Regions from separate parts of the Danio rerio genome. Here region 1 is linked to region 2. The links are chromatin contacts, called in public HiChIP or PLAC-seq maps. All regions are on one chromosome and are shown on one strand. The core of a region is the stretch at or near the end of the contact, and the rest is flanking DNA. Distances in the headings are between cores, read along the strand shown.

What was found. HiChIP or PLAC-seq counts read pairs in DNA pulled down with a chosen protein or histone mark.
Region 1: an H3K4me3 HiChIP or PLAC-seq map of gastrula embryo shows a contact between it and region 2, with 4 times the contacts expected there. The contact joins the promoter of ralgps2 here to the promoter of angptl1a in region 2. A contact is called at or near these places in 2 of 4 datasets of contacts at active chromatin or transcription factors (embryo and gastrula embryo).

What each region holds. Positions count from the first base shown.
Region 1 is chr20:17,375,993-17,379,654 of GRCz12tu, forward strand. ralgps2 (Ral GEF with PH domain and SH3 binding motif 2) reads right to left here and starts at 1,965. Exons shown (of 21, transcript NM_200474.2): 1 at 1,797-1,965.
Region 2 is chr20:17,215,188-17,218,837 of GRCz12tu, forward strand. angptl1a (angiopoietin-like 1a) reads left to right here and starts at 1,362. Exons shown (of 4, transcript NM_001014820.1): 1 at 1,362-2,151. The coding sequence starts at 1,362. The region is part of intron 9 of ralgps2 (Ral GEF with PH domain and SH3 binding motif 2); the gene reads right to left.

The sequences.
Region 1 (3,662 bases), core at 715-3,214, 160 kb after region 2:
AACTGAGACTTTTGAAGTTGGAGAAGAGACTTGTAGTTCACTATATAATTAAAAAAAAAAACGTATTAACATCAACAGCATACAGTCGTTGCATCGCATTTTTGGAACATAAATGCGCGTTTGGTGTGATCGGCCGCTAAGATGTTCATGAGTCTGAAGGAAGGTTGTGCGTGTTGTATTGCACCACAGAAAAGCGAGCACTGTTTTGAAACGCTCACCTGTCATCAAAACTTTTAAAAAATGGGGAGCGCTCAGTGTGAAATTAACGCTCAACACAGCATTTTAAACGTCCCGTGAAGTGTTTTGAAATAGAATTTTTTATTCGTTTTTTTACGTAATCTCAACTGAAACACAAAGAGAGGGTGGGACATCGTGTAGTTCCACCCCTTTTTAAAAGAATAGCCAATAGCGTTTTGTTTTGTCACAGCTCTGCCAGTGAGGGTGATTGAGCTCAAGTGCATCAAATCAAAAGCACACAAGAACCATGTTGAAAGGGGCGGGGCATGTCAGACACTAGAGAGCATTTGATTAGTTATGATTTGATGAGAAACTGTAGTATGAGTTAATGCTTTACATGTTTATATCAGTTTTAGGTCTTCTAAACGCAAATTGTCACAATTTTAGATTACACTAGTTTATTGATATCCTAAAAACGAACAATACTGATTGTAACATCCAAAAAAAAAAAACGTTATTATAATTTAATTGGACTTATAAAAATGCAGCGGTTCTACTGACAACAAAAGAAAAGAACAGCAATTACTTTTCTGCATCGCTAAAACGCTACGCTGAGCACGCACCTTAATGGCCATATGTTGTACTGCCCATAGCACCCGTCACTGACAGGAGGACAAAAACAAACCAAGTAATATTACAGGTTATTTGCTGCATAAAAGTGTTCTTGGAGCTTCGTATGCTAACATTTAAACCACTGAAGACACGTGGAATGTTTTGACATTGTTTTAGTACCTTTTATAGGCTTTAAACGTCTCCATTCTGTTGCTGTCTATGGAGGATGAGAGAGCTCTCGGATTTCATCTTCAATAACCTAACTTGATTTGCGAAGACAAATGAAGGGCTCAGAGGGTGATTAATTAATACTAGTTTCCTTTTGGGGTGAATTAACCCTTTAGTGTTATCTCCTTCCAATTTTGTCCACATACTTCCTTAAAATTGATCAGTTTAAGCACAGTTAAACACATATCTACAACAGCTAACCTATATGGAATCTCCTTCAAACGCTGTCAGAATTGTAATGTCTTTGCTTGTCATGACAGTAATGGCCGACACGACTTCCATATTAATTAGTAGCTAGCAACTATGATATCTGTCATAAAATCTGAGCAATTTTGAAAGAAATCAGCTTGTGAAGGTGTGAAATAAGCCTCGGCTGGAGTGTGTGTGACACACCCCGACTCGGAGCGAGGTGGAGGGCACGTGAAACCCCCTCCAGACAAACAACCGTTATCCTGCGGTGATCCACCTCCATCCAGCACGAGAATAAACTTAATCCCGCAGATTATTACACACACACGAACACGCCAGCCGCAAAAGCGCAGCCCATTATCAACAGAAAGCGAGCACTATACAGGCAAAAACTCACATCAAGCGCCTGACACGCACATACACACGGATTCCCTCCCAAACGGGCGCATCTTTAGTCCGTTAACAGCATGTCGCCGGTCGGAGCGGCTATTAATCGCATCCTAGGCGTGCTGCTTCTGTAGCCTGTTTGCTAACATCCCGCTCATAACAGCTCAGTGCATCACAAGCAACTAAAACAGCGTCAAACTCACCGCTTCGCGATCTGGGCTCCACTCCGGTGCAGAGATGCTGCGATCGTTACTCTAAGGTCCACGCGATGCTCCCAGCAAACTAATATAAACAATGCAAAACAACAACAACAGCTGCGCGCCTGTAATGATCCGGCAGGAGCGGTAATTGTGTATGTGTTGAGTGTGTCCGTTGATCCGACAGTGGGCGGGGCTACGGTCTCAGTCTGATTCGGCTGCGATGTTATTGGAGGAGAGTGTGTGATGGGCGGGGCTAGGGCTCTATCTAATGCTGCTAGGGTGTTATTGGAGGAGAGCTGAAAGAGGGAGCGGTTTCAGGCTCCTGCAGCCGTGTCAATGAAAAGACAAGCGTTATATAGTAACTGGTGAGGTAGATACATTTTTTGTCGCTTTAATATTCCTATTAACACAAATAATTTGCTATTGTTTTGATGCTAATATGAGTTAATATCTGACTGTTTCAAAATATGCCCTACCCTTCTGTTTTGCCTTGTTTTGCGGTGGAGAAGCATTGCTTTTTCGATACTTCCTCTAATAAATGAATATGTTTGTTATTGCTTTATGGATTTAACATCAGTTTATTGTAATGGCTATGGTTTTGATTTTGCCTGCAAGATAGTTTGTCTGATTTCTCTTTACTTTGGGAAAATGTTTAGTTTTGGATTTGTTAATATTGGGGAAATACCCAACAAACACATCTTCGTTGTAGTTATGTCTGTACAACGTTGCATTTTTTTACGTGCTCGCTACAATGTCACAACGTAACACAAATGTAAGTGAGAAGGCTGTAGCAACGTTGTCGTGTAACATTCAGCAACCGTGAGACGACGTTCTTACTACATGTATTAATGCTTTTTTCCTGGCAGTTTATCAATACTGCCTAGAATACAGGATAAGCAGTATTAATGTTCCAGTATTGCTTAATATTAAATATTTTTAATTATTTTTTTTTTCCTTTTTAATTTAACAACTGCATGTGTATGGAGTTAGTTTTTCTTTAAAACTAAATACTTTTGATTGAATAATAAAGAAAAAAAAAACTAACTCCCTACACGTGTAAGCTTTGAAGTGTAAAAATGTCACACAAATGTACATAATCAAACTTTTTTATTATATATTTCACAACATTTAATGCATAAAGTACACATCTAATAATAAGCAAACAGTATAAAATAAAGTTTAGATTATATTAAATAATTAACTATATATAATAAAACTCAAAGGGTAGGCTAAATTAAAATGTAAATTAAGAAGGTAAACAAACAAGAGAAGTAAAAAAGAAATCATTAAAATATAAATAAATAAAGTAATTAATTAATTAATTAATTAAAATGCAGACACTACATTGAAGCTCTGGACTGGAGAATACAGCAGACCGGGAAGCGCAGCCCAAGACCAGGTGTAGTTGTTGGTACGGAGAAAGCAGTCACAGCAAGAAATCCAACAGAGAATCCAGTTCAGAGATCCATGGATCCACAGCAGCCACAAGTCAAAAGGCCACAAGGCAGTGAACAAGAGGACAGACCAGAGCTTGACACAACCGGACTACACAAATGACCACTGATGATTTATTTAGCAAGAAGAAGAAAAGCAATACTCACGTCTACTCTGTCGTTGTTGAATGAGATGTTGAACGGTCTGTTGGAATTTAAACTGATTCACTGATGATCAGTAAATGTTGTAAAGTGGTTGTTCATGCCACCTAAACACAACCTAAAGTAACGGCCATTTAAATGGCAACATTATGACACAGTTGTGACAACCTTCGCCAATAACGCAGATCCTCAACCTTTTTACAACGTTGGTACAACGTTGTAGGAAGGTCGTTACATCGCAGCAACGTTGTGTGTTTGTTGGGTATTTACAATG
Region 2 (3,650 bases), core at 112-2,611:
CGCAAGGAGTAGGATTTGATACCACTAATTTATAATCTATAGCATATGAGGTCATAGTAGGATTTTTATTGAACTCCCTTTCCAAATTAAAATGTCAGCAACATTTTTTTACTGCGACAATATAGTGTTCTAGTAAAGCTGACATGGAGAGACAACTGAACAAGATCTGCAGACATATCTTTGGTCTTGCAACGGCACATGTGGTGAATATGCTGACTGCGAAATGTGTCTCTGTATAAACAAGGAGGGGGGACCGGAGCAAGCACATCTAGGTGTTGATGAAAAGCAGAGCTCAGCATGAAGGGAAAGGTAATACTAGGATTAGAGGAGCCTAAACCTGCTCCTGGAGAGTGCTGCTATGCCAAATACTGAAGACATGCTGGGGTTCTCAGAGTGGGAGTTTGTTAAAAACTGAACCCTGTAGGGTGGGATACACAGCAGGGTGTACGAGGAATTTTGATCCCCTGAACCCTGGAAAAGTGGTGTGGGGGATTACATGTATGTGTTACTGAGCAGAAGGTACAAGGGTGGTTGAACGGTTAAAGTCCACACTAAAGATGGGTTGTGTATAGCATACCATGGTGATGACATCAGAGGAGGGATGAGCTGTAAGCAGAGGATATCAAGCATCTGGATGGGGGCATGTGTTAGTGGAGGATGTGAAGGATGTGAAGGATCAAATGTGTGTTTGATTTAAGTGTCTGAGACAAGACTGAATAGCACAGCAGGGTGTCTGAGAGAACAGAAGGGGTAAAGGTTGTACAGCATGTTGAACTGCTAATACACATACTTTTCATGGCGGCATTCCATTAAAACGTTAAAGGAAACAAGAACAAATACTCTAGGGGCTTGTCTGAATTAATGACAGCTCCTGTGGGCTCCTACTGTGCCGCATAAGGTGCTGCGTAAAAGACTGCTGTGGTGTCCACATCAGCACATGCCCAGTCTTCCTTTACTATTAACCAAACGATCAGCAATGTAAATTCATCATAGAGTCACTCCCCCTTGGGCTTAGAAAACATGAGGTTCTTGTTGTGGTTAATTCATTCCATGAGATTAACAAGCTAGATGACCTCTACAATAAAATTCCATTTAAGGCTAAGAGTATAGACCTCAAAGTATGTGTCTAGAGGCATATAAATAAATGTTAAATGTTACTGCAGTATGTGTTAACACAAACATAATGACACTTTTGATGATAAATGAATGATGTGCATGATTGTTGACTGATGGCTGCATTTCTTTTTTCCTAACAGAAGTGGCACTGGATTACCTTTCTTCTAGTGTTCCACTGGTAAAACAAGCAACAAGTAAAAAAAAAAGGCAGCCAAAAACCCTGTGAGGTGATAACAGAAGTAATCATGAGAGGTGTAACGTGGTGCATGGGCACAATGCTCTACCTCTGCATTAGCTTGTTAGGCAAAAGCCACTCAGGAACTGAACTTCTGCATTCTCGACAAAGGCGAGCACCAGCAGATGACTCCAAGAAGTGTTCCTACACTTTCTTGATGCCCCAGCAGAAGATCACAGGTCCAATTTGTGCATCTGCGACTGGGCCTGAACCAGACAAAGACCGTGTAACACGTATGGACATTTCTGATGTGCGGGAGATCCTATCCAAGCAGCGAAGAGAGATTGAAATGCTGCAACTAGTGGCAGACGTGGACGGGAACTTGGTAAATGAGATGAAACTTCTGCGCAAAGAATCTCGTAACATGAATTCCCGAGTGACACAGCTGTACATGCAGCTGCTTCATGAAATTATCCGTAAGAGAGACAACTCCCTGGAACTGGCGCAGCTGGAGAACCGTGTGCTGAATGTCACCACAGAGATGCTCCGACTAGCCTCCCGTTACAAAGAGTTGGAGTTGCGTTTTGCAGGCCTTGCAGGCACAGTAAACAACCAATCTGTGCTCATCGCTGCCCTGGAGGAGCGCTGTCTACGTGGATATGGACGTCAAGACTTGCCAGCAGTTCCACCGCTGGTGCAGGTGGTGCCTGAAAGCATTCCAGCCAACAACAACCGATTCACTAATGAGATTCAGAGAGACAACAACAACAGAGCATTTCCTCGGGGTTCACGAATGGACACCCCAACGCCTGATCCACTGGGAATCCCACCACCCCCACAGGGCACTCTTACTGCTGATGGTAAGTGACTAGGGACATGGTGACAGAATTACTTGACATGCTGTATTATGAATGATACTGATAAGACAGTGGATCTCCTGTTTGGCTTTGTTTAATGTGGAATTAAGTGAAAAACAATGACACGTTTTGAAAGGCTTCTTTAAATGAAGGGTCCTGGGGTAGTTTCAATGTCAAGACATCAGGGAAATTGTGCTGTGCGTCTGTGGTGTACATTTACATTAAACGGACATTTTCATCAAAAGTGAATCAGACACACAAGGAAAACAACATGAACGTACATCTTGAGGTGGGAATGCCTGGGAAACAGTTGGGGTATCTGCGGTGGTTCTCAATTCCGGATATCTGGTCCATCAGTCTGCACACTTACTTAACACACCTGATTCAGATCATCACATCCATGAGACATCCATGAACTGATCCTTGTATGAAATAAGAGAGACGTACAAAATGTGAAGGGCGGGGGGGCCCAAGGACCAGAATTGAGAACTGCTGGGTTTCGGTGACTTTCCCAAGTGTCTTACCTCAGCTATGGTATTTAGGGTGGAAGAGAGTTCTGGTTATTAACTCTCCCGACCAACAATTCCTGCAAGTGCCAGGACTTGAGCCTGCAACCATTGGATCACAAGTACAAATCTCTGATCAGTAGGTCATGGCTGTCCCATGCCCTGTAATATCACATATTTCTGTGGTGGAAAACCAACAGTGAGTACAGATCTGTTATCCTTGTAGATAAGTAAAATGCTTGGGGGACAAAAAAGGTAAGTCTTGATCTGATCCCAATGCCCATTCAGTCAGTTCTCATTGGTCTTTTCCAAAATGCTGACTTAAGAACTTTTGTGACACAATGTTAAATAGACTATTGGGTATCAGTCCTGTTTGGAGGTAATGGTCACCTATGTGTTCTCCATGTGCAGCATTGGGATCTTCCTCAAGCATGAACACACAGACAGAAACAGCCTGTGCAACGTTGTAACGCCAGAAGTTACTGAGACAAATCTCAGAATCCTCATTCCGCTCCTGCAGAATCCTCTCTGGCAGCCCATGAAAACAAAATATGAGCTCACGGATTCCTAAGTGAACACGTGAAAACATGCACCCGCACAACCCTCCAAGAAAAATCTGAAGCAGATTAAAGAGATGGGTTAGAGAAAAGTGAAGTGGAGGAACTTTTAGGCTAATCTAAACTGGGGTTCTGAATGTCTTCTCAATAAATGAATCAAAGTTTATCAATCCATAGAGCATAATAATTTCTTACATCAAAGAATAAAAGCATCAGAACTGACACATGCTCTAAGAGAAAATTGTGTCTGTGTAAACAAACAGGATAAGTACTGCACATCCCATTAAGTATACTGCTTTAGCCATTATTTATGTCTTCTAAATGACAAGACTGTGAGAAGCGTAATTTGTTTTTAAAAAATCATTCTGAAAGATTATTTTTAATATACAAGTAAATTAAATGAACAACATGCAGAACACTTTTAGCTAGGCTTAACAGT